Regions from separate parts of the Capsicum annuum genome. Here region 1 is linked to region 2. Evidence: chromatin contacts called from public Hi-C data. All regions are on one chromosome and are shown on one strand. Each heading gives the region's core, a stretch centred on a gene start, on an enhancer-like site or on the middle of the called end of the contact. The rest is flanking DNA. Distances are from core to core; before and after follow the strand shown. Region 1 overlaps LOC107878613 (probable beta-1,3-galactosyltransferase 13). Region 2 overlaps LOC107878611 (ubiquitin-conjugating enzyme E2 35).

Region 1 (6,967 bases), core at 767-3,266, 64 kb after region 2:
CTATAATTAAGGATTTATTATACGTAGCGCTACTTTACTTCGCTGTAAGAAGTTATTTCTGCGATTTGAACCATTGTAGAAAAAAAAAAGAAAAGGAAAACCTAGAACAGTCTGGTATACTAAAACTTCCACTAGATACAAAGTTCTGAAAAGGATCGAATGAAACTATAAGAATTTATTATACGTAACGTTACTTTATATTTCTGTAAGAAATTGTTTTTACGACTTAAACCGTTACAGATGAAGAAGAAGAAAAGGATAAGAAAATTGTGATATATAGATGCTGCTACTCTTTTCATCATCATCATCATCATCAAAACTCCCATACTGAATAACAAAAATCTGGCAATGGCCATATATTTGACCATCAGTTTTTGCACCATTTTAGTATCCAAAATAATTTGTTATTCCCTCCGTCCCAAATTATGTGTCACCATTTTCTTTTTGATCCGTCCTAAAAAAATATCCTCTTTCCTTATATGGTAAGTTTTTAAAAACACAATTACAATTTTACCTTTAGTGGTTCCACTTAATTTTAAATACTATTACTCTTTTTTATTTATTTTTTTAATTAAAAGTGGTCTCACTTAATTTTAAATAATATTATTCTTTTTTTAAGAAGGATAATTTTGTAACTTTAACTAAATTAATACTTATTTCTTAAATATTATGTCCGGTCAAACGACGATACATAATTTGGAACGAGCAAAGTTTTTTTTTGTTTTCAAGAAACTGAAATAGCACGTGATTGAAGGGGCCAAAAAGACAAAGGGTTGCTCCAATTTAGGATGTCTTTTAATTTTTAATTTTTATTTTTTTTTGAAAAAAGGCTAAATCAAGAAAGAAAGAAAAAAAGAGAAATGGAAGGACTAAGGAGGGTACGGTTTTCACAAAGTTCAAGGGCGAAAAATAGTTATTCCGTTCGTCTCATTTTCACTGTCGTTTTAACTCTTTTCCCGTTTGTTATAAGAAAAATAATATTCTTTTCGTCTTATTTTATGTATCGCTATTCTTTTTTAGTTCGTTCCAAAAAAAATATGATCTTTCTTTATTTGATAACTATTTAATGACAGCATTCTCATTTTATTCTTATTGGATTCCATTCAATAAGAAAAGACAACTAAAAAGTAAACTTTAAGAGGGGTAATTTTATAAACTTTACAAAGTCATCACTCATTTTTTAAAATTCGTGTTCGATCAAAAGGCGACACATAAAATGAAACGAAGGAAGTACTACAATATATAGAGTTGCTTTTGTAGATTGCGCTTTATCTTTAATATAAGACTTTCTGAAGCAACTCTAAATTACTTAGGAATCAAAATGGGTATCGGACATCAAATCTAAATTACTTAGGTTTCAAAACGGGTATCGGACATCAAATGACAAATAAAAAACAAATAAGAAAAGATAAGTAATTTTTATTGAAGTAAAAGAAAATGGGGTTATCTTTTGAAAAAAAAAAAAAAAAAGTATGAACCTAGTCAATACCATATTGTAAGTGTGCAACTAATGTTGCGATAAGTTAAAAACCCTTTTAACTTTTAAGCTTATAATATTCATTCCTAAATAATATCAAATCATGAGTTGTCTAATTTCTCTATACTATTAAGTTATTTTGTAAAAAAGAAAAAAACATTTTATTTCTATATAAGCTAATAAATTCTGAATTATTAACTTAGAAAAGAAGCTAGCTAGGTAGCCTATACTGGTATATATTCTTCTGACTTCTGTTTTTTGCCAGATTTAATTTATTAATTTATTAAAAATCACAAGAACCTAAAAACATAAACTAAAACCATTGTGTAGGAGTAGTAATTATCCCAATTGTTTGTTGTTGGGGTTCATTGGATTCCTCTTAAATGCACAAAAATTTTAATAAAATAAAACAATTGGTGTGGGTGGTTGAGAGTTTATTTTAGGGGGCGGAGGGATTGGGTGGGTCGGGGGGGGGGGGGGGGTATGGGCATCATCAGAAATTCAGAGTAATTTAAGTTATTCAAGAAAATGGAGTTCTCCTCATGTTTGGGTTGTGAACATTTTTTGTCATCAAGTGCTTTTTGGTTAGTATTTTCTTCACTACTCATTGGCCACTCTGTTCCCATCTATTTAAAAGAAAAAAAAAAATATTTTTACTAAAGTTATCGCTATTCATAAGTTTGAGAGATGATCAGGTTATAAAAATTTATATTACGTAAATTTATCATGCATTTTTTCAAAGTGCTATTTTCACTACTTGAATCATGATCTCCTGATCATATAATAATAATTTTATTAGTTATTTTAACGTTCTGATCTAGTACGTTTTTTTTTTTTTTTAGAAAAAAGGAAAAATATATCCCACTTTTATATTTAATCTGAATGTTTGTTGTTCAGAAAGATGCCTCTGGCATGAAATTTTGTTGGATTTTGAGTTAATTTTTCGGTTCAGTTATCCATCTTCTAGACGTAGCCTCTAAGATTTATTCGTTGTCAAATTTTAACTCCGTCACTAATTATATCAACCGAATAAATACATGCTTAATACACATTTTATTATTTTTAGCAGTAATCATACTGAATTAATATAATTTATTGTAAACTTTCACTGAAATATTATCCAAGGGCATATGATCGTCATCGAATTTCAAATTTCACAAGCGAAATAACGATGCAATCTTTTGGTATTGTGACCTAATTCTCGAACAGTCAAAAGCTTTCTATGTAGGACGGTTCGATTTCGTTCTCCATGATAATATCCTGAAATTTCATTTATAAAATTTGAAATTTTATTAGTAAAATAATATATATATATATATATATATATATATATTTTGCAAGAATTCCTCATGTGAAATTTGACAATGGGGGTAAAGCATAAATATGCTGACCATAGTCTCGTGAATATTGACTTAGGATGCTCTCTACCTTCATAAATAAAAGATAGTGTATCTAATATTAATTTAGTGGGTCCTCCTTCACCACCCTAAAAGAAGAATACAACAAAAATATAAATAGAGAAATATTTAATTTTTGCTATAAAACTGAAAAATTATGATAAATACTTACTAAGTTACTATAGATTTATTTTTACAAAAATATAAATAAAGAAATATTTAATTTTCGTCATAAAACTTTAGAATTATGATACATTAGATTATTACCCCCATATTATTTATTTTTTTTTTAGAAAAAGAGATTTATTTTTGACAAATCATATAAATATATTATAGTTAAGTGATTTAATGAGGTGAGAAGTGCATGTCAGATTAATCATAGTTAAGTGTTAAACGATTATGTATAACGTATATCATGTATATCTATTAACTTTATTTAAACACCTGATGCGCACAAAGTGTTTACCAATCTAACATTACGCCACGTTTTCTTATACGTCAATTTGGACTATAATGATTTTTCTTTTAATATATCTGAGTAGACTGATTCAAATATAAACTTTAAGATTTCAATCTTTAACGTTCTAATATTGAATACATTTTTTTTTTTTTTTTTTTTTTTTTACTATTATGGTTCATTTTGATAAACAGGTATTACAGAGTTGGAAGTGAGTCTTTCAGTTCTCATTGGGCTTTAATAACTCAAGTAAATCTACCAAAGTTTGCCTAGAAAACCCAATAGGCCCATCAAGAGAACCAAATAGGAAAGAGACGAATTATGGGCAAACAACATAAACCACTACAGTTTGAAGCTTAATTATAGAAAATTCCGACATTTTATATAATTGTTGAAAATCCCAATTTTGAGTCTGTCGAGATACATAATTAGCTCGTGATACATTTTTTTCGATTTTGAGTTTGTCGAGATACATGATACATCCAACAAATATATATTTTTTCTTTTGTAAAAATAATAATTAGCTTCCGATACATCCAACGAAGAAACATAACAAGTTGAAATTTTTGCATTTACTTTGTAAGAGTGGAGATTTGTCTAAATATAATGAGTTAAGGTATATGTTTTTGTTATTTTTCGACGAGTTTAACATAAATAACTGCTTATCCAACGACTTAAATCGAATATAACTGAAAAATGTATAACACATGCATAACCATATGTTATTAGCATGTAATTTCTGTATACTGGCTAGAGAATATAAACCATGGATCCGGCTAACTATTCTCCAAGTAGCCATTAGTAAGGGTGGTTTTGTTTAGAATATACCAAATGTTTATAAGATCATTGAAAATATAGTCACTTATATAAATTAATAAAAAGGTTTCTAAATAGCAAAAAAAAAAAAAAAAAAAAAATGAGACTTCAATGAGGTACATTTTACCCATTCATTGCAAATATATAGCAACATACCCAAATGTAGGAGGGGCGTTAAGAGAGGATGGAGTGTACACGAACTTTATCTATGATACAAATGTATTTCTTCTGAAAGACCAAAAACTATATATGTATCTTTTCATGATACTGTTTGCTAGAAACAATCATCACATACTTTACATATGAATTCCGAAAAACCTCAAGATTCTTCATAGATAATGAATACTACTATCTTCTCCTCCACAGTGCTCAAACACAGTAATGTACTCAACAGGAGAACTAAGGTAATCTCTTGCTCCTATAAACTACGCCGCAAAGTCTCCCATAAATCTCCTATTGCAACAAAAACTCTGATCTCGAAATGCTACAACAACCGGTAGAACAGTATGTTCCTTCAAATACTGTCGCACGGGTAAGTTACAAAATGCACGTCACATTTAGCAGAGGTGATTTCCAGCAGCGACATTGACTGAGCTCATTAACCAAAAGGAATGAATCAATCTGTAAACAATCTGCCCGTTTACTGGGTTTGATGGCAATGAACGTTAATCCTCCTCATCTGATGGCAGAGTAGGACTCTTCGAGCAGGCATCTTTTGCATGAAGTTCCAACATTTTCTTCTCAGGGTAACACAACCCTAGAGGATAAAGTTAAGTCAATAACGGTATCAGCTAGTTGGCAAGAGAAGTATTGCGAGTAAAGAAATTTTGAAGACATTAAGCTGGTGTATCGGTGATTTAATTGCCCAGATAAAAGGGCAAATACCTCTTATAGAAGATGTAAAAGGGTAAACTTTAGCTTAACGGAGGGAAAAAAAGAAGACGTACAAGGGATGATGCAAAAAGAGAATTGGGGCCGCAGAGATTCACACTTACTATCAAGTGTTAAGATGCTACAAGAAACAGAGAACCAGCAGATTCCCAAGCCGTTGAGCACAGTAATGCAAAGATATTGTGACTAAGATTATCAATAATATTTCTACCAATAATAGTAAGTATCCGAAATTCTTTTTCTAAAATAGGTATCATTTAAGGAAATGGCCAAAACTAGCAGTTTCAATCTAGAGATTCATTTGTCCCCATCCTGAGTGTTCAATTCATGCTCCAACATGCATCAAAGCAAAAGTTCATAGGCTTTCCCTGAATAAATCACCAGAGGGATATATGTGGAGCATTGATTTTCGAAAGAATAAGAGCACACACCTGAACACTTGGGAATGTCCCACACAGCAATGGATGAAGGGGTACACACTGGTTCACATAGTTGTCGATTATCCTCATGGTTAACATTCATCGCAAGCATCCAGGAACCAATTGTAACATCTTCATTGCTAAACATTCGGAAACTGAAAATTTAACAGCAAGGGAGATAGCTTATCAGCTATTATGCTTTTGACTGTGAATTAAGTGTAGACACAAGGTTGAATAAAAATAGAGAAAGAGGTACCGAAAGCAGTGTGATGTGTAATAAGTAATAACTAATACATATCCAGCGTTTACAATAAAAATCTTGTGCTATCTTATTTATTTTTTGAAGGTGGTAACTTTTCTATTATTCACAGTTCACACAGAATAAGAATTTCAAATTGAAGAATTAATTGACGGAGACAATTTAAATAACTATGACAAGTCTTTCAAGATAATAACATGACAGATGAAGATGCAACAGACTTTTTGACAACAACATACCCATTATGTTCCCACAAAGTGGGGTCTGTATGCAACGGACTTTTTGAAATGACGAAAATACGAGAGTGCTACATGAATGCTATAAGATAACATGACCTAAAGTGAAAAGAAGTTAGTTTATTCTTCACATTTTTTAGTTTATAAAGACGTTAGGGTCTTTTTGTTTTTATGTGATGAGAAAAAATTAAAGGTCTGCCTGGGCCAACCTGGCAGGCCAACAGGAACAAATTCCAGACGTAATACACCCAACAGCAGTAAACAGGACCTACTAATAACTTTCCAAAAATAAAACTGTATGGAGTGACGGTGTGCACTTCAGGATAGATCATTGACAGAATTTTGTACAAAGCCAACTTGCCTGTTGTTCCTGAGAGCAACCAAACTCATAACAACGTCAGCAGAAAGAGCATAAATAGGACCGTAAGCATGGAGAAAATACTCCTTCCCAAGCATATATCCAAGTGGTTCATACCTGCACCAATTTCGGAGAGGTTAAATTTTTGCTGAAAAATGGATGGAAATTTATAGTATACTGAAGAAGGATTTTCATTTTTCACATGGTATTTTTTGAGCTATTGATACAAGAATAATTCCGGACATGGATTTATGAGAGTGCGTGTTGGATCCAAGACTTGGTGTGTTCAATTGAAGAGCCAAAGAGGACCTAATTATGCACCCAAAACAGTCCAAACACTACACTTGATGGGAGCCCATCACTTAAGGGCCTTTTGGTCATTTTTAGCTTTCATTTTGTAATAACTATATAAGTAACATGCTAGGGTTTCCATTAGGAGTTTTTGGGATATTATTGTAAGTCTTGTAAGACTTGGAACACCATAGTTGGGGCTTGGAAAAGCCACCAACTGAAACTAGGGCAAGATCTAGTGTGGAATCACCAGTGATTGTGTTTGCTTGAAAACATTGATGCTTGGGAGGCGGACTCCGAACTTGTATCTTTGTAAGAGATAGGTTTATTGTTGTCTGTAGTGTTAAGGGTCCAAGATTGTCCATT
Region 2 (7,231 bases), core at 2,711-5,210:
TTAGTATTGTAATTTGATCATGATATTTGTTAATAGATGCTCAAGTTTGATATGAGATGCATACACAGAGAAGCTCATGGCAGTTGAAAAACTAGGAGACAATCCTATTGATCTGGGATCATGTTTCACAACTTTGTACATGTTGAGGTTGCTTTTCTAGGAGTACTGGTTAGGTGACTGTTTTCCTCACATTCTGCTTCCATTTATATGCAGTGTGGGATTGTGAAAATAGTATACTTGGGCTACCTAGATATTGGTTTCGCGATACATGTTATTTTTGGAATAAATAAAGTACTAATGATCAATTTTTGTGATTTTTAAAGTCTGTTACTATGTGGTAGTAACAATGTGCAAATACCATTGTTGAACTTCACCTAGAAATTTAATTTGAGCTCTTGGAAGAACACTCTCTCAACCTAGCCAAAGGGGGGGCACTTCCCGTGGGAAGACTCAAAAGAATGGGACTTCCCGTGACTGAGATGGAATAGGACCAAGACAATCAGGTTGTGAAAAGAACTGTTTGTCAAATTTGAATATGCCACAATTAGTCTATGTTGGTTATTTAAGATACTTTAATAGATATGACTTTGGACAGTGATTCATACTGGCATGTTGTTGTGTGAGGTTTCTTAGATTTGTTGGGCTTAGTTGGTATTCAAACTATGAAGGTTTGGGAAAGGGTGGTAGAGTTGAGGTTGAGAAGGATCGTGACTATTTCTGAGAATCAGTTGGGTTTATGCCAGGTCGCTCGACTACGGAGGTCATTCACCTTGTGAGGAGATTAGTGGAGCAGTTTCAGGAAAGGAAGAAAGACTTGTACATGGTGTTTATTGATCTTGAGAAGGCTTATGATAGAGTTCCCAGGAAGATTTTGTGGAGGTGCTGGGAAGTTAGAGGGGTGTCCGTGGCGTACACTAGGGCGATTCAGGATATGTATGATGATGCAAAGACTCGTGTGAGTACGGTAGGAGGTGATTCAGAGCACTTTTCGGTTTTGATAGGTTTGCACCCGGGATCGACTCTTAGCCCTTTTTTATTTGCTTTAGTGATGGATGTGTTGACGCGGCATATTCAAAGGGAGGTGTCTTGGTGTATGTTATTTGCAGATGATGTGGTATTGATCGACGAGACTCGAGGAGTTAATGATAAGTTGGAAATTTGGAGACAGACCCTTGAGTCTAAAGGATTTCGGTTGAGCAGGACCAAGACGGAGTACTTGGAGTGTAAGCTTAGTGATATGTCGCATGAGGCTGACGTGGTTGTGAAGCTGGACTCTCAGGCCATTCAGAGGAGGGAGAGTTTCAAGTCTGGGGTCTATGATTCAAGGCAATGGCGAGATTGACGAGGATGTCATGCATTATATTGGGGCAGGGTGGTTGAAATGGAGGCTCGCTTCAGGAGTTTTATGTGATAAGAAGGTGTCCCCGAAACTTAAAGGTAAGTTCTACAGAGTGGCAGTCCGACCAATTATGTTGTATGGAGCGGAGTGTTGGCCAGTTAAGAACTCCTACATCCAGAAGTTGAAGGTGGAGGAGATGAGGATGTTGCAATGGATGTGTGGCCATACCAGGAAAGATAAGGTGAGGAATGAGATTATTCAGGAGAAGGTGGGGGTGGCTTCGATGGAAGACAAGATGCGAAAAGTGCGGTTCCGTTGGTTCGGGCACGTGATGAGGAGGGGCTCTGATGTTTCAGTGCGGAGGTATGTGTCACTGGCTATGGATGGTTTTAGGCGGGTAGAGGTAGGCCGAAGAAATATTGGAGGAAGGTGATTAGGCATGATATGGAGCAGTTACAGCTGACAGAGGATATGACCCTTGATAGGAAGGTGTGGAGGATGCAGATTAGGGTAGAGGGTTAGGAGTCGGGAGCGTTTCTTTATTTGTGTTTGGAAGTTTCTTGTTCGTGGGTGTTGAGTGATGTCTATGTTTTCGGTTAGATAGTTTTTTAGTAGTATCTGGTGGCTGTTGTATTACCTGTGAATACCGATGTTAGTTTATTTTGCATACTGTACTAGTCTATACGCATTTATGTTTTGTGATTTGCTATACTGTTATCGGTCCTAAGCTGGGGTTCTATCGGAAACAGTCTCTTTACTTCTTCGGAGGTAGTGGTATGATCTGGGTACACTCTACCCCCAGACCCCACTATGTGGGAATATACTGGGTATATTGTTGTTGTTGTTGTAGTTGGTATTCGGACTAATGATCTGTTGGATAATTGAAGATGAAGGATGTCATGACTCATGACCTTAGTTCTGGCGTGGACACAATTACTCGGTCCTTCAAACACTTGAGATTGCCTACATCTGCAAAAGCTTGGAGTTATACAAAGGCAATACCTATATGTGTAGATGCATAAAGATACTAAATCCGGGAAGACTGTTGGGGTATAATATTGCAACTTTTCCTGGGTGCTTTTCATGATATGTTTCTGGATGATGTACCTGGTGTTGCTTAGTCTTTTCAGGAAGCTTACTTTTCAAATGATTGTGGACTTCTACTTAAATAGAACATGTACCCTTGATCTTAATAGTTGCAGATATTATTTGCTTGTGCAAGTTTGTTGTTTTATACGTTTAAACATGTTGTAAAGTTTTGCTATGTGTATACTGTCGGTTAGTCATTGATCAACTTGCATCCCAACAGGTTCGATTCCTCACCAAAATCTACCATCCGAACATTGATAAGGTTTGTTGTGTTTATCAACTCTTTCATACATGGATATAAGCCACAAAAATAAAATACCTTTGCTTATGTATGTCTTTGATGTGAAGCTTGGTAGGATATGTCTTGACATTCTTAAAGACAAGTGGAGTCCTGCTCTTCAGATCCGTACTGTACTTTTGAGGTATTCAGTATTTTATCATGCTTTGAAATATTTTTCTCATCTCTCTGTATGCACCAAAAGATGCAAGACTGATGAATACTACGAAAATGAGAACCAGACTAAGCTTTCTAAGGTGTTGGAACTTTAAAAAGTTTATTCATGTTTCAGCATTCAAGCACTTTTGAGTGCTCCAAATCCAGATGATCCACTCTCTGAAAACATCGCAAAGCACTGGAAGGCAAATGAGGCTGAAGCTGTTGAAACGGGTAAATTGTGTTGTGGTCTTTCCATTTACTACTGCAGAAGTAGAAAATTAGCATCTTCTGGTTATGCAAATCTGTATACACATTTTTTCTTCGATCATTGATTTGAGTTTCCTTTTTCTTCAATGATCCAGCTAAGGAGTGGACGCGTCTATATGCTAGTGGTGCATGAAGAGATAGCAATGAAATATTCAAATATAACAAAAATCATGGAATGTAATCTACTATTGACTGGCTTATCAATATGATACTCGGATGGCTGTTAATGGCTGAACTCTTCCAATTACCTCCCCATAATTGCTTCCATCCTTGAAATTGTATAACATAATGTGACACCCTTTGGTTTTCTAATGTTCAGGAATGAACTTGTTACAACAAAACTGGATATGTTTAGGATTTTGTCACTGCAACAGCAGTTAAATGATTCAGATCTGTGGGTTGGAATCGGAAATTAGTATTGCTGCAGCTGGCATCGATCGACCTCCATAGATTTGTTTCAAGAAGATGAATTTGCCAAGGAAGATCCATAGTTCGGCCCTTTTTTTCTTTCGATCCTTTTCTGTTTCCCCCTATTCTGCATTGTTTGTTCGGGGTTGTCCGTGCCGCTTTTTCACTTCTATTTTTCCATGAATAATTATTTTTTCTGTTTTATCCTTCCGTTCCAATCTAATTGGGCAGATGAACCCCAAAACAATGTGAAATGAAGATAATCGAACTCTTAACTATGTGAAGAATTAGTATCTTTACATATGGTATGAGAGCCTGTTTCGATCGACTTATTTTAGTTGTTTTCAAGTCAAAATAGCTTTTATAAACAACAGTAGTGTTGCTCCACATGGTAGTGTGGTACCTACCATGAGTAAAGTGAATATTAAAGCACCTTTGCTTTATAAAGAATTATTGGTACATTATTCATATTACCTGTCCTTATCTTGAGATTAGGCCCTTTAGTTTTTCCATAGCTTGTCAAGGGCATTTTTTCTGAGCTACAAGCAACTGCAAGGTTATAAAGACATTACATGAATGATCTTAGAAATGCCATGATTTGCAATTTTCCTCGTAGTGACATGTTTCAAATTGTTTTAATACTATATTAACTAATAGGAGTAACATCATTCTATATAACCTACAAGGATTCGAACAAGTGTAGCTATTGAAGCAACGTTAACGTATTTGGTCTATCAGATGAAAAGATTCAAAATACTTGGCTTGTAAAATTCCTTGATCAATCAAATGGAGTATTTTGGTAATAATAGTATAGATCATATGATCGGAGAAGATATAAACCTGTTTGAAGGAAAACCTTGGAGTAATTGGTAAAATTATTTTCATGCAATGATTACGAGGTCATGGGTTCAAATTATAAAAATGTAAGGTGAAGTTGTGTACAATAGGTTTGGCTCTTTTGCGTACTATCAATGGTAGACTCTAGAAATTTTAAAGCACTCAGTTGTCTTCTTGGTTTACCGGTTGCTTTTATAAAATCTTACATCATTTTTTATGCATTTCTTATATAATTGTATTAGTCTGCATCAGATTTAACGCGTGTCAGAGCACCACCACAAAATAGGCCATAAGTCCGCTCCTGCGTACGATAAGACCCTTGTGGTTTGATTCCTTTTCGAATTTCGCACATAGCTAAAGTTTTAGTGTATCAAAGTACTTTCTTTAAGCTTTAACGTGCTTCGACTGAATAGACAGTATCTTATCTTTACTACTTTGTCCAAGTCATGCCACGTCAAGAAAGTACAGTGAATAGAGATCAAAGCTACCTTTGCCTTGTAAAATTACAGCTGCAAGTATCAGAGTACAGAAATCAGAAGCATGCAAAGACAAAAAGCTTATTGTCATACATTTTGTATTTTCTCATTATAATTCTGGTGTGAATTCTTCAGTTATTAATTCTTTTACTCAAACTGCTTTGATATATTTATTCTTTTTAAGTCGACTGTTCATCGGAAATAATTTCTCTATCTTTTAAGATCAGAATTTAATCTGTGTACATACAACTCTTCCAAACTCCACTTATGAAACTACATCGGATACGTTTATGTTGTATGAGCTATCCACGATAGTAACGGTTACATTTTTACAGAGGGGGGCAATAATGAAGGATGATGTGAATGATGTGTCATAATACTAAAAGCTTTTGGTCCAATTTTATTTTTATGTACTCTCTCACAAGTCATGTCAAATTCAATCACTCATAATCTACAGTGAATAAGGGGGAGTTTTTTTAGTCTGTCTGGTACCTTATATTGTGTTTTTTCTTGTCCTAAATGCCTCATCCATTTAGTGTTGTATTTTCTTGGCATAATAAATAAACGTGTCGTTTAACTTGGTCTTAATTAATATTTATGTCCTTCAGTTTTGGATGTACACAAGTAAGTATTTAAATTTGTATAAAATTGAACGAGTAGACACACGCATTCTATGTTGCATAATAATACGCATAGGACGTGAAGTTTCACGTAGAACGTCATATAGGATACATGTATTTACTTGTTCAATTTTATATAAGTTTAAGTGTCTATCTATACATACCTAAAATTGAGGATATAAATATACGTAAGACCAAGTTAAAGAGTACGTTTATTTTATATTTTGATCTATGTTGAGGTTGTAATTAGCTAGTCAAATATTTCTATAGTACGAACTCCGAAGGAACCTTATTATACCAATCACTCGAATTAACCTTATCACACTATATTCAGTCTAAGAAGTCGTTTGGTAGAGTGTATTAAAACGAACAATGTATGTATTAGTCTTGTATATTATTAGTATTTTATTTGATATATTTTTTAGTCTAGATATAACTAATGTATATTAGTTATCCACCCTATTGTGTATTGAGGTGCATATTACTAAATACTAATACCTCAAAATCTATGATATTAGTAATGTAATGAATCTAATGCATGCATTAGCATGATTAAAAATACAATCATCTCTTAAAAAAAATTTCGCATCCTTTTCAATATTTATATATGAAGGATATTTTTTTGTAAATTTTTTTTTTTTTTTTTTGAGAAATTATGTGTTTCATATTGTTTTTAATATATCAAACCAAACACTGCATAAGAAAATATAAACATAACTAATGCAAGTATAGCTAACATAAGTATTATTAATACAAATATTACTAATACACTATACTTTGCATTATTCTTATACACTCTACCAGACGATCCTAAAAGGTTTAACTTTCATACTTTAGGGAGAGTCTCTAAATTGTAAAAAATATATAAAAAAAAAAAATATGAGATGATAGAAGGTGGAGATACGGTGACCTTTTATATTAGCAGTATTTGTCCAAAAATTTTATGGTTGTTATAGAGAGATGTTGTTATATATGTATATTAGTATTTGATGTTTCGATCTCATTTAGCTATTATAAATAACAATATGCAAAATTAGAAAAAGCATGAATATAAAAAAAAAAAAAACATTAATAGTCTTCTCCTCGTGAAGTTATGAAATAACAAATATGCACTATTTACATACAAATTTTTTTAAATTAGGTTTTGTATTTGAAATTTAATGTGTGCATGACATTATACTATAAATATTTTGGTATTTTATTTTGTACATAATAAATTTCTTATAAACATCATTATATAATATTTGAGTATGTTGTTATAGATAGACAATTTTTTAAAGAATATACCAAGCTATAACAAGCACCATTGCGGTTATAGATAGAACGCCGTTATAAAAAAGTAAAATATAACATGAAAAATTAATTTTAAAATAAATTAAATTGTTATAATAAAATATCATTATAGAAATGTCTGATCGTATTAGGTATATGAATGATGATCCATACAAAATGAAATATTTAGTTATGTGAAAAAAAAAAATGGCACATAAAATAATATTTCATATAGGTTTAAAGAATATCACGCTTCACATGAGACCAAATGTTTGATTTTTTTTTGGTCATATAATTTCCCCTGCCGAAAGGTTATTTGTCATTTTCAGCCGCCCAAAATATTTCTTTCAAATTATACATTTAAAAACTTATCCAACCACCGTATTTTAGTATATGTCCACAATACTTTGTCTTGGACCCTCCATGAGCAAGCTAATGAGAACAAAATTAACCCCAATCATATGGTTACACTAATTTTAGATTCGCA

Evidence for each region. Hi-C and Micro-C count contacts between places; a contact is called where the count stands out from the background.
Region 1: a contact with region 2 is called in a Hi-C map of leaf, with 2.9 times the contacts expected there. The contact joins two enhancer-like sites. A contact is called at or near these places in 4 of 5 Hi-C or Micro-C datasets (bud, leaf and placenta).

The regions. Positions count from the first base shown.
Region 1 is chr7:219,963,560-219,970,526 of UCD10Xv1.1, forward strand. It overlaps LOC107878613 (probable beta-1,3-galactosyltransferase 13), which reads right to left. Exons shown (of 7, transcript XM_016725656.2): 5 at 6,314-6,427; 6 at 5,470-5,612; 7 at 4,252-4,904. The coding sequence ends at 4,813. Among protein-coding and RNA genes, the nearest start is that of LOC107878613, 8.3 kb to the right of the region's middle. Within about 2 kb of position 2,017, at least 3 of the 5 cell types and tissues checked have an H3K27ac peak or open chromatin away from gene starts, as enhancers often do. A contact at or near this core is called in leaf, where this site is marked.
Region 2 is chr7:219,897,506-219,904,736 of UCD10Xv1.1, forward strand. It overlaps LOC107878611 (ubiquitin-conjugating enzyme E2 35), which reads left to right. Exons shown (of 8, transcript XM_016725654.2): 5 at 2,649-2,690; 6 at 2,777-2,850; 7 at 2,998-3,095; 8 at 3,227-3,472. The coding sequence ends at 3,264. Among protein-coding and RNA genes, the nearest start is that of LOC107878611, 6.5 kb to the left of the region's middle. Within about 2 kb of position 3,961, at least 5 of the 5 cell types and tissues checked have an H3K27ac peak or open chromatin away from gene starts, as enhancers often do. A contact at or near this core is called in leaf, where this site is marked.